Regions from separate parts of the Mus musculus genome. Here region 2 is linked to region 1. The links are chromatin contacts, called in public promoter capture Hi-C maps. All regions are on one chromosome and are shown on one strand. Each heading gives the region's core, a stretch centred on a gene start, on an enhancer-like site or on the middle of the called end of the contact. The rest is flanking DNA. Distances are from core to core; before and after follow the strand shown.

Region 1 (6,045 bases), core at 1,523-4,022:
TGAGGAACCACTGTGCTATCCCATAGCAGCAGAATCATTATATTTGCCCATCACCAAAGCTCAAAGTTTCCAATTCCTCTACATCCTTGCCAAGACGTGTCATTTTCTCTAATGTTCATATTAACCATCCCGGTGGGTGGGCTAAGCTTTTGATCTGACTCTAGGAAGATGAGTAGGTGTTGGGAGGGAAGGGAGTGAGCGGGCGGGCATGCGTATCGCAGAAGCTGGAAAAATTGAAAAGGCCAGTGGTTTCTCTGCAACTTAGGGTAGCCCTCGGGGCCAGAGTTGCCCGTAGCTAGGGCTCACAGAGAGTGGGAAAGAGGTTGCAAGAGATAAGACTTATAAGTAAGCCGGGCGATGGTGGCGCACGCCTTTAATCCCAGCACTTGGGCGGCAGAGGCAGGTGGATTTCTGAGTTGGAGGCCAGTCTGGTCTACAGAGTGAGTTCCAGGTCAGCCAGGGCTATACAGAGAAACCCTGTCTTGAAAAAACAAAACAAACAAACAAACAAACAAACAAACAAACTTAAAGGTAGCAGCCAAAGCCCCCTCCCAGGCTCCGTCCTGGTTGAGACACTTGACTAAATTACATTGACAATGATCTCTGGGTAGGCTGAACTCCTGCAGCTCCAGACCTCTCAAGCGTTGAGTCCTGGATGGGTTGTGCGACCCATGCTTTACTAGACGTGACCAGGACCATTTATTCTGTCTGAGCCTTCAATTTCTTTCCTGCAATAATTAGAGTGGAGATGGAGGGGTGGTGGTAGCACCTATGGAAAAGGATGAATTAGTTGGCCAGGCAAAGTTCTATGACAGGGAGGAGCTGGACTGTTCGTGGCAGGTGGCCTCAATACAGAAGTGACTCACCATGGCCTGCTATGCCTTCTCTTGCAGCCAGGACTCTGGCCCATGCATGGACTTTGGCTGGTGTCTTCCACCACTCCTTCAGCTGTCCTGCAGCCAAGGGGATCACTGTAGAAGAGAAGACATGGGCAGCTACAGGCCGGTCTGTGCCACTTCCCCAGGAGTGCCTAAGGAGGCCCAGGCTGGTAGAAGGGCCTCCTGCTTAGGGCAAGGACAGCTACGACGCCATGACATGTTAGTATAGCTCTCCAAGGAAACTCTAGTCACATGCCCTGTCCCAGGTGGGGGAATGGAGGCCTCATGAGCATACCATGTCCAGGGTCACCTGGCGTCACCAGCAGGACCAAGCTTCAAATTTATGGGTTCCTGATAAATCGTACTACATTTATTCACTTATTTATCACCCAACAAACATTTGCTGTGTGTTTGCTATATGTCAGGTACTGTGTCAGGAATGAACAAGACAGTCTCTCTCTGTGGGCCTCTGAGAGGCCCTTTCCCAGGGCCAGGAATTGCCTCCTGTAGATGTTTTAATCCTCTCAGGAGCCTGGGAGATAGAATGTTGCTTCATTTCCCAGGTAAGCATGAGGAGACTTAGAAAGGGACGCCATGGGCTGGTGAGATGGCTCAGAGGATAAGAGCATTGACTGCTCTTCCAAAGGTCCTGAGTTCAAATCCAGCAACCACATGGTGGCTCACAACCACCCGTAATGAAATTCAGACGCCCACCCTCTTCTGGTATATTTATAGACATCTTTAAAAAAAAAAAAAAAGTAAAAAAAAAAAAAAAAAAAAGGGACACTACAGCTGATGTCTCTGACACACACACCCCCCCCCCCCCCGCTCAGTGGTATACTGTGGTCGCTCTATCAGCTGTGACTCTGTGACTGCCAGGCCTGGAGCCATTAGTCCAGCTTTCCATTTAAATACCAACTGTGGTGTGGGTCTGCTGTAGGAGGCTGCTGTGCCTCTGGTGTGCTTTGCCACTGGTTGGATGCAGGACTGAAGGTATCTTCCATCGACCTCCAGTTATCTTGTCACAGGAGTGGGGTGTAGACAGACATCTGTTCCATCTCTGCTGAAAGCCCTTGCAGGGCTCTGGGGTAATGAAGGAGACATTAGCACAGCCAGAGGATGCTATCAGTAGGGGAAGGGAGGAGGAGGGAGAGCTGGTCACACCAGGTTGGGGGCACACCCTCCCCTCTTTCTTCACCTAGCAAGTGATTCCTCCTTTGGGATTCTTCCCTGAAGTGCCTGTCCACAGGCTGGGCCCCACCCCATTCCCCACCTGCTAGCCTGGCCAAGCTGTGGAAGTGGTTGTCAGAGGACAGGGACCACATTTGGGGGCCAGTCGTCCTTTAGTGTCTGCTCAGAGTGGATATCTGAGGTTCTGATGCCACTGCATCCCTTCTGATGTCTCTAAGTACCTTCACCTATCTCTCTACTTGTCCTCCACGTGCCATCTTCCTTGGCTTCCCCGCCCCACCCTGCCCTGCCACGCCCCTCTCCCCATCGCTCCCCTCCCCCGCCAGAGTTCCATCCAGCAGAGAAGGACCAGAATTCCCAAGTCTGCTCTCCCCTCCGTTTCCCTTACAAGGTGAACATGAAGGCAATTTCTGAGCCTGGGCTCTCCCCAGTATAAGCAGAAATAAACAGATTCTCAGCAAGTGACAAGAGCTCTCTCATTAAACCCCAGGGGGATCCTAAGGTCTGAAGGAGCCCAGGAAGGGTCTCAGGCAAGGCAGCATTGGGAATATAAAGTGAATGATAACGTCAGGGGGCAGCCAGCACGCTGGAGAGCTCCCACGTGTCACGAAGCAGGTCTGTACTTGCTGAATCATAACGCCCCGGTTGCGGGTTGCCGTGGCAGCGCGCGGTGTCAAGGGGGTGTTGTGCCGGGGTGGGGGCAGGCTGGAGTCTAGGCTCAATGAGACCTCGCACCCACGGCGCCCCCCCGCGCAACATCATGTCCACCATCCCCAAGTGGTTCAAAGGGGCGCCCTTTGGGGTGCAGAGCCACAGGTGGGGCCCAACTGCTTCCTGGCCTAGCACCCAGGATCCAAGGGAGTTCCTGTGGCCCCACCAGCGCCTCTGCCTCCGCCTCCGGGAGGAAGGCTAACCCAGAAGGCTGGAGCCCGGGAAGGAAGGGAAGAGGGCTGGCTCGCCCCTCCCCCACTCACTTTCTCCTCCTCCTCCTCCTCCTCCTCCTCCTCCTCCTCCTCCTCCTCCTCCTCCTCCTCTTTTCTCCTCCTCTCTTCCTATGTAGCCCTGCTTGGACAGAACTCACAGAGATCTGCCTATCATTGCCCTCTCTGTGCTGGGATTAAAGCCTCTAAGTTTGTTTGTTTTCTGTTCCATTTTTGTAGCAAGTTCTTGCAAACTATTTCCAAACCACCTAATGTAAAATATTCATAGAGGCCACATGGTCTGCCCATCCCATGAAATTTAGCTAAAAAGTTTTGTTTGCAACCCAGGTGTCTTATTTCTTTTTTCTTTTTCTTTTCTTTTCTTTTCTTTTCTTTTCTTTTCTTTTCTTTTCTTTTCTTTTCCTTTCCTCTCTCTCTCTCTCTCTCTCTCTCTCTCTCTCTCTCTCTCTCTCTCTCTCTCTCTCTCTCTTTCTTTTTGAGACAGTCTCTCTACATAACCCTGGGTGTCTTGGAACTCACTCTATAGACCAGGCTGACTTCAAAGTCATAGAGATCCACCTGTCTCTGCCGCCCAAGTGCTGGGATTAAAGGTGTGCACCATTATGCTCAACTGTCATATTTCTTTTTATGTTCTATTATGTAATATAGTTGCATATAAATGACCTACTATGTGCCACACACGGTTCTAGAATCTGTGATCATGAGGTGGTCTGGATAATTAAACGTATATGAAAGATGATATGAAGTATCCACCCTGTAGTATAACATCTATCTATCTACTTGAGCTGGGAAGGATAATGGTAAGAACTCTGAAGAAGAATGAAGCTGTAGGGAGAGGCAGAGCATAGGGTGGGTGGCAGAGCATCTCAGGAACTCTCAAAATGATGAAGCAGATCCAAAGTGACATTCAAGGGTCAGCTCCAAAGTCGCCTGTCCTGGGAAACCAACTGCCTGTCCACCAGGGCTGCCCCAGTCAGGACCAGATGGGCCCTCACTTATACCTCTCTTAGGTTTGATGTCTCCGCTGTCTATCCCAACCAGAAGAAATTCAGCACCTTCACAGAGGCCCCATACTCCAGACATCATTCGGTGGAACTGGTGAGCCTGCTTCCTTTCACGTGGTCTGTGTCCCGCCCCCAATACGCCCGCGCATGCTCCAACCGCGTCCCTTCCCCAATACACCTGCGCATGCTCCAACCCAAGCTTGCCTCATTCTTGGCTCCAGATGTTTGATAAACTCAGGACTATGCTAGAACCCTAGGAGTTTAAGGGCCGCAGGCTTCCTCTTCCACAGCTGTTTCTACTCTGTATTTCCCTGAAGTGGAACAAGGCCAGTCACAGAGGTGGTCAGGACTCGATCTTGAGTGCTGAGCTCCTCCTGGTCGTCAGACTGGGGAACTGTCTAGTTTAATTCCTAGGCCAGGGGTGACTTGCACATGCAAAGGGGTGGGGTAGGTGGTTATGACCGACTCAGCTGAGAGCCTGCTTTAACTTAGTCCCACATAGGACCTGGGACCTATAACTCCAAGGATACCTGCTTCAGCAAGAAGTTCCTGGAACAGAAGTTGGGCTCAGGATGGTCCCAGGCCCACGAAGCCACTCGGCTGACCCAGCTACCCCACTTCCACTACCAGGCCATCAAGAAGGAAAAAGAGCAGCAGGTGAACTTCGGGGCATACCCTTCCCGACCTCTAGGAGCAAGGCTTCCTGTCCACATGGCTATCCCTCCAGAGTCCTAGTGGATACAGCTTCCTCTTGGAGAACACCGTCACCCTTTGGGCTCTTCCTGGCTGGACCTCCCCAGGTTCCTTTTCCATCCTGCGTTCTTTTCTTTTGGGGCAGGTGCACAAGCGTGGCCCTGGCTCCTACAACATCAAAGACTTCATAACTGAGCTGCAGAAGAAACCACAGAGCAAACGGGGGCTGCTCAGCTCTGGGGAGACACGTTTCCGAGGTTTTATTGGGGTACGTGAGCTTGTCTCTTCCACCCTCCGTCCTCTGTGGGAAGACTGTTGCTGTTTGGATGTTTGACAAGCACCCTTCTCTGAACCCGTCTTCTCCCTAGGCTTGCCCAGACCTTCCTGGCTTTCTTGTTGGCTCTTCTGCTCTCCTGTGTCTTGAGCCTAGAGAAACCTAGAGTATATTAGAAACCCAACAAACATATTCATTTAGCTAGGCAACCAGGAAATAATGATTAAGCAGCAACTGAAAGCTGTGTACTGAACTAGGCTTTGGGAGAGCGGGGTGTCTGGCAGTGACAAACGTCAGAGCGGGCATCTTAGTGACACACACCACAGTATGAAGAAGGAAATACATATCGTTCTTATGGAGTTTTGAGGGTAAATGGCACAGGGAAGGAGAGTGCTGTGGGGTGATTTACAGAGAGCAGTCTGGGGAGGCCTCACTGGAACAAAATCTGCAGGGGACTCATAATACCTGATCCATGCACTGGCTTTCTGAGCTATGGACGGAAGCAAGACCCAGTCTCCTTCTTTGGGGGACAGACAGAGCTGATCCTCACAGTGGCCTGATTTTTGTAGCACTGGCCCCACCCCCTCTACCAGGTCTGGCTCCCCAAGGGTCTGGTTGCAGGGTCCAGAGAGGAGGGTGGATTGCATCACCTATGGAACAGCAGTGCCCCCATGTGGCTAGAAGGGGCATACCAGCCTCAGAAATCCAGCCAGGTCTCACCTCCCGGCACCACTTAGCTCTGTTCACTGTACTTCAAAGACCACCTTTGTGTTTAGGCTCCTAGCCACAGTTCTTCTGATCTCAGGACTTCCTGTCACCTCACCCCGACTTGTGGAATGGGACCTACTATCTGCCGGGCCCTGGGCAGAGGGCTTTGCAGACATTCAACTCTATCACTATTCCTTGAAGGAAAGTATTACCATCGCTGTGTTAGTCCCATGGACCATGAAGCTCAGAGGCCTGAGTTCGCCCAGCTAGGAAGTAGCAGAGCCAGGTTCCTAGCCTAGGATTCCGGTGCTCATTCTTTCCAGCCTGTTCACAGCATAGCGAGGAAGTTGATCAGC
Region 2 (6,045 bases), core at 1,892-4,391, 1.1 Mb before region 1:
AGATTCTCTGTGGTTCTGTTTCTAATTTATAGGTTTACTGTGGGGACTTGAGTTGACTGAGGCGCTTGGCATATCTGTGTTAGTGCTGTGGTGTCTTAGAGCACACTGGGATCTCATCCACACGAGCTGGTCTTGGTGGGAGACAAAGCGGGGCAGGGGCTGGGGGGTGGGGGGCAGGTTGTGATTTAAAGGCAAGGAGTAAGACCTGGGCTGAGCCCAGAGATGACTACAGATCTGCTCATCAGGAAGGGTTGCCTGGGCCAAGCCTGGGGCCTCCAGACCCCTGTGCTGACTGATTTACCATAACTCACTACCTCACCTACTTGAATTCTACTCCCCATATAAATTCTTTCTTTCTTGCATTCACCAAAGGCTCACTGTTGTGTGAGACTTGGTCTACATGGAACCAGCCTTTGATCCTCTTGTCAAACTTCACTGTCCCTACAGACCAAAGGAAGAAGAAAAGCTAAGGTCTACCACAAGACAGATGAATGCCAGAGCTGCCCACAAGATTACCTTCAAGGGGCCATGTCTCTCAACCCTCTCAACCAGAAGCATGGGGCAGAAACCTTGGAGGGGGGGCGGGCAAGACCAGAAGATGCAAGGTACCTTTGAACTGGGAGGTGGGGGGGCAGGGAGACCAGAGGCAGGGGAAGTGAGCAAAGAGTTACCCAGAAACTTTAGTCTTAACCCTTTTCACCATTTTCTGCCAAGTGCCTGCCTCCTTGCAGCCAGGGTGTGTTTATCAGCTTGCTGCAAATTACATGGTAAACACTCATCACCCTGGTTGAGGCAGTTACTGAGTCTCTTTGTTAGATTAATAAGATTACAAGATCTGGGCAGACTTTCAAGTGTTTATCTTCTTGGATGGGGCGAGGGCGGGGGTGGGGGCGGGGGCGGGAGGAGCAGCAACAAGGCTCCCCTGGATTCCTGGTGTTGGATCTCTCTTCTGTTCAGAGTCCTGCTAAAAGGATAAAGGTTCCTGATCTTGGCCACAGAAAAATTCTAGTCATGAGCCCATAACCGGGCTTCTTAATCGAATGATTATGGTTATACCCAGGAGGCTTTCTCAACCTTGGTTTCAAGTTGACTGGTCACAGGTTGTGATAGCTTGGTTTCCCCACTTTTGCAATGACTGTCTTCCTGCATGATTCCACAACACGTGGCCAGACTGTTCTTTGGCTTGTATTTAGAATAATTGGCTTGTATCTAGAATAATTTCATTAAGGCCTACCGAATGACATTCTTCAACACGGATCACACACATCCTGTTGACTCATTACCTTATGTTTTGAGTAGTCCAACTCCCCAGCAAATACAAGCCACGTCTGCCTTGGCCTGGAAGGAGAACATAGCCCCAGGTGTCACCGAACTGGCTCCTACTTGCAAATATTTACAAAGTCCCATTCTCCTTCCAAACCTCTTCCTCTCTCTTCTTGGTGGTGGCTATGCATAGCGTGAATTCGTGACTGCATCTTGAAGGCTCTGCAGCCAGCTGAGTGTAGTGACTTCTAGGAGTCTCCAAACACTGTGTGAAGGAAGCGTCTTCCCTCCATACCAGGCTGCTCCCTGATACCATGGCTAGCTGCAGTCTCTCCAGATCAGAGCCAGTGGTCAGGAGGGAACATGTCAGAGCAGGGTACCATCCTAGACCCTTAATACAGCTCATGTTGTAGGATCCCCAACTAGAAATTATTTTGTTCTACTTCATAATTTTGCTATGGTTGTAAATTTTAACGTAAATATCTGATATGCCAGAGATATCTGATACATGACCTCAAAGGGGTCAAGACCCACAGGTTGAGAACCTCTGCTCTAGGATTAAGGTATTTGGTTTTGTCTGAGTGGTTTTAAATGGGCGGGGGTGGGCACTTCAGAGCCTTTGAGATCAGTGCAGGAAGATGCTGGAGGCAAGTTGACTGGTCACAGGTTGTGATAGCTATCTGGTCAAGCCATAGGTGACCGAGCATGAGTCATGGAATAGAAATCTTAATGGGCGAGACAGACACACAAACAGTTGAGACTCTTCCCCATACGCCCCTCCCCCATCCCCTATTTTTAGGTCAAAGAAATTTCTCAACTGAAAGACTTGCCCAGCCGTTGGCAGCTCAAGCCACCAGACCTTCTTTTTCACTCTCTCCTCTGCCTTCAGGGCTTCTTCACCCCCACCTACCCACCCATCTGGGCCACTTCTGTTCAGCTTCCAAAGCTTTGCCAACATCCAAGCAGTTCACCATGGCTGCTGGTACGAGAGAGTGCGCGACTCTACCTGTGCACACCTGGGTGTCTGGTGTACACTTCCACTGGAGCTATGTATGCACTGGCCTCTTCTGGGAGACACTGAACGATAGCTAGGGATAGTTTCATTTTTGTGTTCCTATGCCCAAGGCAATACCCATCGCATGGTGAGCAGGAAGCCAAGCTAACGAATGCATGCATGAATGAATGCATAAATGAGCACACGCACAAAGCAGTGAATGCATGAATGAGCATGTGAACAAGTGTCCCCGGGAAGATTCCCTTTCCCTCTTTTCCAGCCACCAGGGCGATGACAGCCTTACACTTGTTAGCTTTGCTTTCAGACCGTGTGCACTGTCCCGAGAATGCTTTTAAATGAAACTTCAGTTTTGGAAAATTAATGAGCATCTCATTTGGCAAGGTGGCAAGTTTGAAACACCCGACATGAGCAAAAAATATTTGAGTGTAAGGGAAAGGTAAGGTTAGGGAGAGGCGTGTGATCTGGGGCTACAGATTACAGTGGTTGGTCTCTGGAGCATAATTGCAGACACAAATAATCCCAAATCTGGGAGGCCAGAGGTCCTGTCACAAGTGACCTTGGAATGCATTTGTATTGCATCTCCTCTCCTGAAAGGAGGCAACTGGGAGAAGCTTTGGAATCGGCAAGGAACACCGGGAAAGAGACAATGTTATTATTCTGCCTCAATGATAAAATGTTGCCTTGAGAATTCAGTGCTAGCTTCGCCTGTTCTCCCGAAGAAAGAATATTCTAATATGACGTGCCTTCCTTCCCCTTACTAAGGACTGCATTAATTAGGGAATACTTTCTGAAGTGTAAAATGAAGTCTCTGAGTAAGCACAATTCTTTGCAGAAAGTAGGAAGCCCACAAGTCAGGCAGCCCTACCCTCAGATGTGAAGCCATCTGTGATTTCAGAACAAGCGGTTTTGCTAGCTGGAGGTGGTACGCTGTTGTGAAATGCTAAATTAAATACCACGACACGTTATTATGGCTTCAAAAAGTAGTTACAGGCTTCAATAAGCACACTTTTATCACAAGAACACACAACCTAAAGCCAAAATAGTTCAGTTTAGCATGCCAAAAATCTGCTCACCCCATACATTGTTAGACAGAGCAGTGGGAGAAGGCACCCGGAATTTGCTACCATTTCTCTCCATGGTAGCCAACATCTCCTATCTTCTTTGGCAGGGAGGCCATTTTTCTAGGCTGTATTTTGCACACAGAAATCTGCATACAGTGATTTGCATACCAAAACCACATTTGTAAAAAGAAACTGTTTGCAGGGAAGCCAGAGGGATAGGGTTGCCACCGTTGGCTTCTCTGTACAGTGCCCCCAGGTGGCTTGCCTTTCATTCTCCTCTGTGCTGAACCCCCCCGCCCCCCCACAAAGTGTTACGCACTTTATGAGGCATTAAAAATTAAAGCAAATGTATTCTGTGTATTTCCACAAACCACTCTAACAATAACAATCAGGCAGAATCATCCTTGCCAACAAACAGCCCATCCATTGTTCATTAAAAGGCTTGTAGTGGTAACTCTAAGACCCACAATACACCCAGATTTTATTGTATATCATTTTAAATATAATCTGTCTTCAGGGCAGGTGCTGTGATACCGGCTTTTATATAGGGGGAAACTGAGGCAAGCCAGATGTAGCAAGGCCAGGTTTGGAAACCTACTCCTTCGTCCCCTCCCACCTTCACCCTCTTTCTCTATGTTACACACTGTTGTGCCCCAACCCCACTTTGGCTGACCCAATCAGTCTGAGGTGCGGTTCCATGTTGGGAGAAGGGTACCACTTTGGTTTCCCACCTTTTTTTTTTTTTTTTTTTTTTTTTTTTTTTTCTGACCAGACCCGGGGCGCATGACCACACCTAAAGCTCAGTGAAGGTGTCTCATAAATTAATCCAGGGGCACACTGAGGTGAATCCAGGGGCAAGTGGCTTGTGATGATGATAACGGTGTCAAGAGAGCAGGATGGGTGGCTGCACAAAGGCCACACATGGTCATTGAGATGCAGCAGAAGTCTGAGGCTCAGTGCGCATGCGCCTCAGTACCAGACCAGCTGCGCTCTCAGAGACATAGCTCGTTGGTGTGGGCTTAATTATAATGCTACTTAAAGAGACCTTATCAGAAGCAAGTCAGATACTCTGTGCACTTACGTAAAGAAAAGTCAGTAGTAGTTTTTTTAAATTGGTTTATCTGATGAGCATTTTAGATTTTTCCAGTTTACAGCATTTGAAAGAAATTAGCCATTTCTGCAAAGAAGATAAAGGACAGATGGAAAAGGCTGCAAAAGCTTGCAAAACACAGGATTATAAACGTTTGCTTTCTTTAAAGTTGTCCCTTTGTTTTTATGTTTTTCTCCCTTAATCTCCATTTCCAAGCACAAAACTAAACTAACCTTTAGTCATATTCATGTTTAATCAGACCAGCATTGTCTGCGGGCTAGCAGCTCTGAGACCTTCCAATATACTAGCTGCTGTTAGAGACTGGTCTTCCTGATGCTTTCAGTAATAAGCTCCATTTGATGGAGATCACAACAGCTCAGTCCTTTGGCAAGTTCCAGCCTGGACACATTAAGGGGCTGTGAAGGGCTCTCGAAGCAGCCTCATCAGGAGAAGTTTGGCCTTGTCATTACAGCCTGACCATAGCTAACCTCCTGAGCCTCAGTTCCCTCACTTGTCAAATAAGGCGAATGCCCAGCTGACGCTGCCTGCCCGATGACCACGTCTGTCTTGTTCCTCGTTAGGGATGGTGATAAGCAGAATTCCGGTTTTGATCAGGTCAGCAGATGAGTGTCACACAGAGCTAGGGAGTGATCCCTATCTGTGGTGGTGATGTTACAGGGAGTCATGTGACTGAACCATGGCCAGTGAACATGAAGGGAAAAGCTTCCGAGAGACATGTTCCCCTCTGGTAAGAGAGACACACAGGCAGAACGCTCCCGAGCCTTTGTCCCCTGGCTTCTGATGGAATAATTGCGATATGATAGTGCGTGATCTCCATCTTAAAGACGACATGAGAGGACATTGTCACACTAAAGATGACAAGGCAGAAGGACCAAAGTGCCTTGGCCTCAGGAAGCAACCTACCTACCTAACTCCTCCTCTTCCGTGTCTACTTGTCTCCAGATCCCTTAACAAAGAGATCTCTAGCAATTAAGAGCTTTGTGGTTTAATCTGCTGTGCAATGGGTTTTATACTGCTCATATATAGTCCTAATTTAGATGGACACCAACCTCACATGATGGCTAGACTGTATGAAGGAACTGATTATAATGATGTCTGGCATAGTAAGGAGCTGTGGTAAATATCATTGACCAAACTTGTCAAGCATAGGCAGTGACTTAAAAGGAGATTTCAAAATACAACATGGGTAACCAGCTTTATGTTCTTAGTGGAGAGGAGACACTGATGGAGAGACCATGTAGCCATTGCTTTCTTCCTGGGAAGAATTGCAGGCAAGTCACAAGATGCCAGAGATGAAAACCTTGTGGTCCTCTGCCAGGCTTCCACCCACCCCTCATCACACAACCACCCTCAGCAGCCCCCCTCACAGGCTGACCATCTCCTGTGTCTACCAGCCCACCAAGGTTCAGAGTGCTGCCACCCAAAAATTAAGAAGTTAGGAATGCCTTTGGGAGACATTTCTCACTGAAACTACCCTAGTAGATTCTCAATAAATCGTCTTAGTGTGGACCGAACTTTTTGACTCCACTTCATTTTAGTGAAGAGATCAGGGGCAAACCAGCCTGGGCGTCAAACACATGAGCACACTCAATGCC

The links. Promoter capture Hi-C pulls out the DNA fragments that hold promoters and counts their contacts.
Region 2: a promoter capture Hi-C map of hippocampal neurons shows a contact between it and region 1, with 3 times the contacts expected there. The contact joins the enhancer-like site here to the promoter of Lexm in region 1. A contact is called at or near these places in 6 of 39 promoter capture datasets (embryonic stem cells, hippocampal neurons, liver and 3 more), 1 of 15 datasets of contacts at CTCF or cohesin (embryonic stem cells) and 2 of 484 Hi-C or Micro-C datasets (both in embryonic stem cells).

The regions. Positions count from the first base shown.
Region 1 is chr4:106,613,965-106,620,009 of GRCm38.p6, reverse strand. Lexm (lymphocyte expansion molecule) reads left to right here and starts at 2,772. Exons shown (of 10, transcript NM_183182.3): 1 at 2,772-2,885; 2 at 4,021-4,108; 3 at 4,507-4,671; 4 at 4,853-4,975. The coding sequence starts at 2,791.
Region 2 is chr4:107,715,352-107,721,396 of GRCm38.p6, reverse strand. The region is part of intron 3 of 1700047F07Rik (a long non-coding RNA gene); the gene reads right to left. Among named protein-coding and RNA genes, the nearest start is that of 1700047F07Rik, 29 kb to the right of the region's middle. Within about 2 kb of position 3,141, at least 61 of the 459 cell types and tissues checked have an H3K27ac peak or open chromatin away from gene starts, as enhancers often do. A contact at or near this core is called in hippocampal neurons, where this site is marked.